2 separate regions of the Rattus norvegicus genome follow, and region 2 is linked to region 1. The links are chromatin contacts, called in public Hi-C maps. All regions are on one chromosome and are shown on one strand. Each heading gives the region's core, a stretch centred on a gene start, on an enhancer-like site or on the middle of the called end of the contact. The rest is flanking DNA. Distances are from core to core; before and after follow the strand shown. Region 1 overlaps Dnai1 (dynein, axonemal, intermediate chain 1). Region 2 holds the start of Cntfr (ciliary neurotrophic factor receptor).

Evidence for each region. A called contact is a pair of places that touch in the nucleus more often than the background predicts.
Region 2: a contact with region 1 is called in a Hi-C map of prefrontal cortex, with 8 times the contacts expected there. The contact joins the promoter of Cntfr here to the enhancer-like site in region 1. A contact is called at or near these places in 8 of 12 Hi-C or Micro-C datasets (Schwann cells, frontal cortex, kidney and 4 more) and 1 of 1 datasets of contacts at active chromatin or transcription factors (oligodendrocytes).

What each region holds. Positions count from the first base shown.
Region 1 is chr5:61,569,604-61,572,793 of GRCr8, reverse strand. Dnai1 (dynein, axonemal, intermediate chain 1) reads right to left here. Exons shown (of 20, transcript NM_001024342.1): 11 at 2,967-3,084; 12 at 2,627-2,670. Among named protein-coding and RNA genes, the nearest start is that of Enho, 27 kb to the left of the region's middle. Within about 2 kb of position 1,498, at least 50 of the 93 cell types and tissues checked have an H3K27ac peak or open chromatin away from gene starts, as enhancers often do. A contact at or near this core is called in Schwann cells and prefrontal cortex, where this site is marked.
Region 2 is chr5:61,655,309-61,658,177 of GRCr8, reverse strand. It overlaps Cntfr (ciliary neurotrophic factor receptor), which reads left to right and starts at 1,260. Exons shown (of 10, transcript NM_001003929.2): 1 at 1,260-1,424.

The sequences.
Region 1 (3,190 bases), core at 249-2,748:
GGGGATTTAGCTCAGTGGTAGAGCGCTTGCCTAGCAAGCGCAAGGCCCTGGGTTCGGTCCCCAGCTCCGAAAAAAAAGAAAGCAGGCTAAGCAAGCCATGATGAGGAAGCCAGTACACAGCATCTCTCATGGGCTCTGCATCAGCTCCTGCCTCCAGGTTCCTGCCCTGCTTGAGTCCCTATCTTGACTTCCTCTGGTGATGAACAGTGATGTGGAAGCATGGAAGTGTAAGTCAAATAAACCCTTTCTTCCCCAAGTTGCTTTTGTCTGGTTCTGACAGCAATAGTAATCCTACCTAAGACACTACATAATTTTTCTGTGGCTGAGTCCCAGAATAAAAACTTAGGAATTTCAGGGGGAATGAAGCCTAAGAGGCCTGGACTGTGCCTGCCGGGGTCAAACTCAGCAGTAAGCCGAGTCCTCATTCAGCATTTCTCTTCAGGCATTTTTTTTCTCCCTGTGGGTTTCGTTGTGAGGGAAGCTGGTGAGAGCAACTGCTCCTCCCAGTGACCCTGTCCACAACCAGGTGTGGCCTCAGCTTGCACTTCTCCTTCCATGGAGCATGGGACATAGCATGGAACTCTGCACACTGCAGACCATCTCAGGGGCCCTGCTCAGGCCTGAAGCTGGTACCGTAATCGATGGTCATCTGAAAGCTGGCTGGTAACTCCTGTGACACCAGCACGGAGCCCTGTCCCTGCCACTGGCTTCCGTCCAGATTTCCCATCTCCCCTGCTCTGCTCAGGCCCTCTGAGGGATCTGCAGGAAAGTCAGGAGAAGAAGGCAGCAATGGCTGGCCTGACGTGTAATGCTTTTGCAGCACACCGGGCTCTTCTCTCATGCAGGCCTCCTGACAGCTCTGAGATGGAGGCCTCGCTAGCTGTCGGTCTTGCCATGATGCTAATGAGGAGACAAGGGCACTGAGAAGTGATCCTCCAGAGGGAGGTCTGTAGCTGCCTGTGGGTACCACTGGGGCTGTGCCTCTGAAGACCAAGGAGAGACAAAGAAACAATTCCTGGGTGAGTGCTTGCCCAAAGGAGGCCAGTGAGCTGCCAACTTGAGGCCATTCCCTCATGGAAGGCATTACCTTTCTCTGACTAAGGATACCTCACATGGATGGCCTCCACATGACCTTGCTTCTAACCATCCCTAGAAGACGGTCTGCAATGTGCGGAGTTTCTCCTCCCACCTTCTGCAGAGGCTCCCATCCTCTCACCTCAGTCTCAAGCAGAGAGTCTGGGCCTCACATGAGGGTCCACACCCACTCCTGGGAGGGCCTACCCAACCCTCAGGCTCTGTTCCAGGCCCAGTAGCTGCAGCAGAGGGGGGAGGGATGTTCTAGTTCCCTGCCAGAGGGCGAGAGTCCCATTTGGCAGGAGCCCACCTTCAGGAGTAGGGACACAAAGCAGGCATTTAGGGCATCCTCAAAGGCAGCTCAGACCACAGAACTGGGAGCGGCTCCAAGGTTTCCTCCCTGAGAGGAATGACAAACACCAACTCCTCCGGACGCCCTCCCCTGAATCCCTACCCTGGTCAAAGAACTGATGGGCCATCTAAGAGGCAGTGACCAGGAGCTTGTGTGCCTGCCAGCCAGCAGCAGCTTGAAGAACGGAAGGGTTTTTCTGTTCACAGAAGTGAATCCTCCTAGCCAGAGAACAAGCTGTTAGCATTAGGGAACTGTGCCTGGCTCACTGTGTAGGGCCCTTCCCATTAGGATCAGAGACTATCCAGCACAGTGGTGGGTACTTCTGCTCAGCCCAAATAATAGGAAGGAACAATAAATTGCATGGACAGTTAGCGGCATATGCTGCCTCCCACCTCAAGCATGCCCTGGCAGGCCTGGAACACAGAGAGCTGTGGTCTCCAGCGGCTCAGGAACAGAAGAGTAAACTTCAAGCACTCGCCTTTCCTTACCCCTACCCTGCCGCAGGCCTGGTCAGGAAGGCCAGGTGAGGAAGCAGGGAGAGGTCTCCACCCCACTCTCCAGAGTGACTAAGGTCTTTCTATCTGTCCTTAGCACACCTGCACCAGGTCTCCCAGCCTCCAGCCTCAGGTCTGCCATCCCTTCCTGTACACGACAGGTCCCTGCCCTTCCAGAATCCCTTCAGTTGTGTCCTTTGAGGGATGGCCCTGCCTGCAGACCTGGCCTATGCTGGCCCCTCTGTTGCAGTTTTCCTCTGCATTCTTTGAGGTTCACTCCGCATATTCAGCCGCATTCTTTTAACCAGCATTAACTCCCCATATGAGAGTGGGGCTTCCTATTAGACCAGTGGTTCTCAACCTGTGGGTCCTGACCCCCTTTGACCTTTTTACAGGGGTCACCTAAGAGCATTGGTAAACACATTATATTACAATGTATAACAATAGCAGAATTACAGTTATAAATTAGCAACAGAAATAAATTCTATGGTTGGAGGGTCACCACACACAAGGACCCCATAATAAGGGATCGTGGCATTAGGAAGGTTGAGAACCACAGCATTAGACTGTGAGCTCTCTCAGTGGGCCAGTGAATACATCCTGCTCACCTCTGAATTTCTCACATCTGGCAAAAAGCTCTGGACAGACTAGGAGCCTAGTGTCTGATATTTGCATGAGCAAACAAATGAATAGGTAGATCACTTACAGGAGCCATGTCCCACAGCAAAAAGATCCTTGTACTTTGGATTCCTGCAAAAGAAATGTGAACTCATCGACTAGAAACGGACGCCGCCTTCCCATGGTCAAGAGCTTCTCCTGGGCACTGGTGACTAACTCCTCTACAGACATCCACTGTCTAGCTTAGACTCCTACCATGGTAGACACTAGATGATCTTACAACCCAATAAGGATATAAGTCCTATTTCCCCTACTGTGTCCCATGTCACACTCAAGATATAAAGTGGAATAGAAGAGTCTTATGGCTCAAAATCTGGCCCGTAGTGGGCGTTCTGGGGTGCTAGTTTTGCTGCAATATCTGTACTCACCAGCAGAGGGCGGTGACGGCCAGGCGCTTGGCTTTGTCATTTTGAAACTTCCAGAGAGGCAGCAGCGTACCCTCCTGGTCCCTGTATTCATCAGCAGCATCCTCATAGTACTTAAAATCTTAAACGCAAATAGACACCGTCAGCCAGGGACTGCCACTTTATAGCAAATTGATACCTCTTTGGGAAAGACAATGAATCTCTTTGTGTTTGGGGCTGGAAATAAT
Region 2 (2,869 bases), core at 11-2,510, 86 kb before region 1:
GGTATTTCCCTCCCCTAGCCCTCAGCCGTGGAACAGTTCCCTGGAGGCGCAAGGCCCAGGGATTATGGGTCAAAGGCCAGTCGAAAAATTCAAGGGGGTGGACCTCTGGTTTCTGCCTTTAGCACCCCCCTTTCTAATGCGCTTTCGTGTGGCCTCGGGAGTTGATCAGGTTGTCAAATCTTAATCTCCCATATTGCAGACAGAACAGGGGCCTAGGTCTAGTGAAGTGAACACCCCGCCCCAAGGTGTGTGTGTGTGTGTGTGTGTGTGTGTGTGTGTGTGTGTGTGTGCGCGCGCGCGCGCTCCAGAGCCAAGCTCAGTTCACAGAGGGTTATGCTCTGCCCTGCAACCGTCCGACCAGGCAGTTAAGTCCCAACTTCTCTATCCCCCTCCTGGAGGCTGCTTTTCAGGCCCGATATCCCGGGGACGGCAGAGAGTCGTAGTAATGACAGGGCCTGGGCATCCATCCTGGTCCATTGGAGTCATGGAAGCATAAAGCCGGTTAACTCGGACAAGGGACCAGAAGGGGGGTGTCTTTGATGAGGTGGTAGGAACAGGGGAGAAGTGAGCGGGCTGGTTTAATGGGGACTTGGGGCTCTGCCTCGTACTCCTCTAGAGGATGCTAGCTAGAAGGACCCCAGAGTTGGTCCCGGGTGTGTCAGAGTGTCGGTGCGAACAGAGGGGCAGAACAGACGACTGTGTGCAGGAGAGACCTGGCCAAAGCTGAGAGTGTGATGAGCGATCACTTGGGGGTGGGTGCGCGCCCGGCCGCCCTAGGAGAGCGGGAGGAGTGGGTGTGGGTGTGCGCGCGCGTTTGTAAGACCCGCGGCCCGAGCGCGCGTGAAGCACGGGGTCCATAGCGGTCCAGAGGGCGCGCCGGAGAAAGGGCGAATGCGAGGGGGCCACGCGTGCCAGTGCGGGCGAGCGTGCCAGCGGGGGGTAGGGCGCCTGCCAGCGCGGGGCGAGTGGGAGTGGGGGCTCACAGGCCTGCGCGGGCAAGCGTGCCCCCGCCAGTGTGCCGCGCGTGCCAGGCGCGGGAACGTGCCAAAGCGGAGGCGCGCGGGGGCCGTGGCGGGGAGGGGGGTCGTGGTGCGCGGCAGCGGAGGCGCGGGGGAGACAAGGCGAGAGGGGGAGGGGAGCAAGGGCGCGCGCGGCCGAGCGGGCGCCCGCGGTCACATGGGCGAGGGAAGGAGGGAGGGAGCGCGCGAGGGAGGGAGGAGGATGGGGGGGTTAAAGCCGCGGAGAGCAGAGGAGCCGGTGCAGAGCGGGCGGCGGCGGCGGCAGTGGAGGCGGCGGCTCCAGCCGGCGCGGCGCGGGGTTCGGCAGTGGGATCCGGCCGCAGTGCTCACTCCGCGCTCCTGCCTCCCTCACCGCCTGCAGCGGCCGAAGGGCGCGGCGCGGAGCCCGAGTGGCCCGAGGGCGCGGTGAGTGTTCCGCGTCGGTCTGCGCGAGGCTTGACCCTCGAACGCTCAGGCGGACAGATCCGCGGCCCTCGTGCGTGCGGGTAAAGTGTGGGGACACGCGTGGGCCCCGCGGTCGGGGGAGGTAGGAAAGTTCACGAGAAACTTTGCCCGTAAACTCGGGGGCGGGGGCACACAAGCAGCAGCCCCCTACGTCCGGGCGCGCCAGGGGTTGGGCGTGGTGGTGGTGGTTGTGGTGGTGGTGGTGGTGGTGAAGCTGGGCGATCGCGGCTGGAGGGAGGTGGCCAGGGCGGTTGGTCCTAGTGTCCCTGTTCTTCCCACCCTTGAGCAGCATGCGCGGGGTCTGGGAAAATTCCAGAGCTAGGGGGTCGCAGTGACCCCCCACGCACCCAAAGCTTGCTTCTTTCTCGAGGGGGAGAAATCTGGACTTCAAAGTGCTCTGGAGTGTAAAGGGATGGCTGCGCTTCTGCCAGAGCCTGGGTATCCGTGTGAATCTGCATGTGGGGCGTGTGTGTGTGTGTGTGTGTGTGTGTGTGTGTGTGTGTGATCCTGCCTGTGGTTTTCTCGTGAGTCCTCCTGGATGTATGTCCACTCAGTGAGTCCCCTTCAGTGTGTCTCTTTGTAACTCCTCTGGTGTGTGTGTTTCCAAGCCTGTGGCATATCCCCAAGTGTCTCTTTTGTGAGTCTGCCCATGTGTGCCTTCTCCGGTGCTTCTGGGTGTCCCCAGGTTGTACAGAGTAGTGTATCTCCCCGTGCGTGGGGGGCTGGGCCGCGAGGAGGTCACCAGACGGACAGCTCTCCTCGACTCCTCTCCTGTGCCTAGCTTCTCCAGCGTCTAGCTCGCTGGCTCCCTGGGCCCCCTCCCCCCTCCAGTAGCTTCAGGCGGGCAGGACTATTTCACGCCTTGTTGAAAATTCAGGATTTTCTTTCTTTCTGTCTAGTCTCTCTGTTTGAGAATTCATCCCCCTCACCCCCCCGCGTGTGTGTGTGTGTGTGTGTGTGTGTGTGTGTGTGTGTGTGTGTACGCACGCACGCGAGTCTAGCACCTTATCTTGCCGGCAACACTGGGCATGTGTCTATATGCTGTGTTTCTTTAACACAAGTTGTTTTGCCTGTGATATATTTGTGTCTGTGTCACAGGATGTATTTGTGTGCTACATCCCCTGAGGTGGTAAGAGTTGAGAATACAGAGTGTTTGTGCCTTAGTCAACTATTGTGTGTCCTGGAGTCAGAAACATAGGGTGTATTTTTGTGTGTCTAACGGTGGGGCTTGCCCAATTGGCTATTCATGGGAATGCAGGGCTAGCTTGGATCTGGGAGGTGAGGGGAACAGTGAGTCTCTGAGTCTCCTATTTTGTCCCTGTCTTCACTCTGACAGCCCACACAAATCCTTTCTGTCGGTTTCCGAGGCTCTAGGAGGGATCAAGATGGAGCTAAGGGTTCAGACT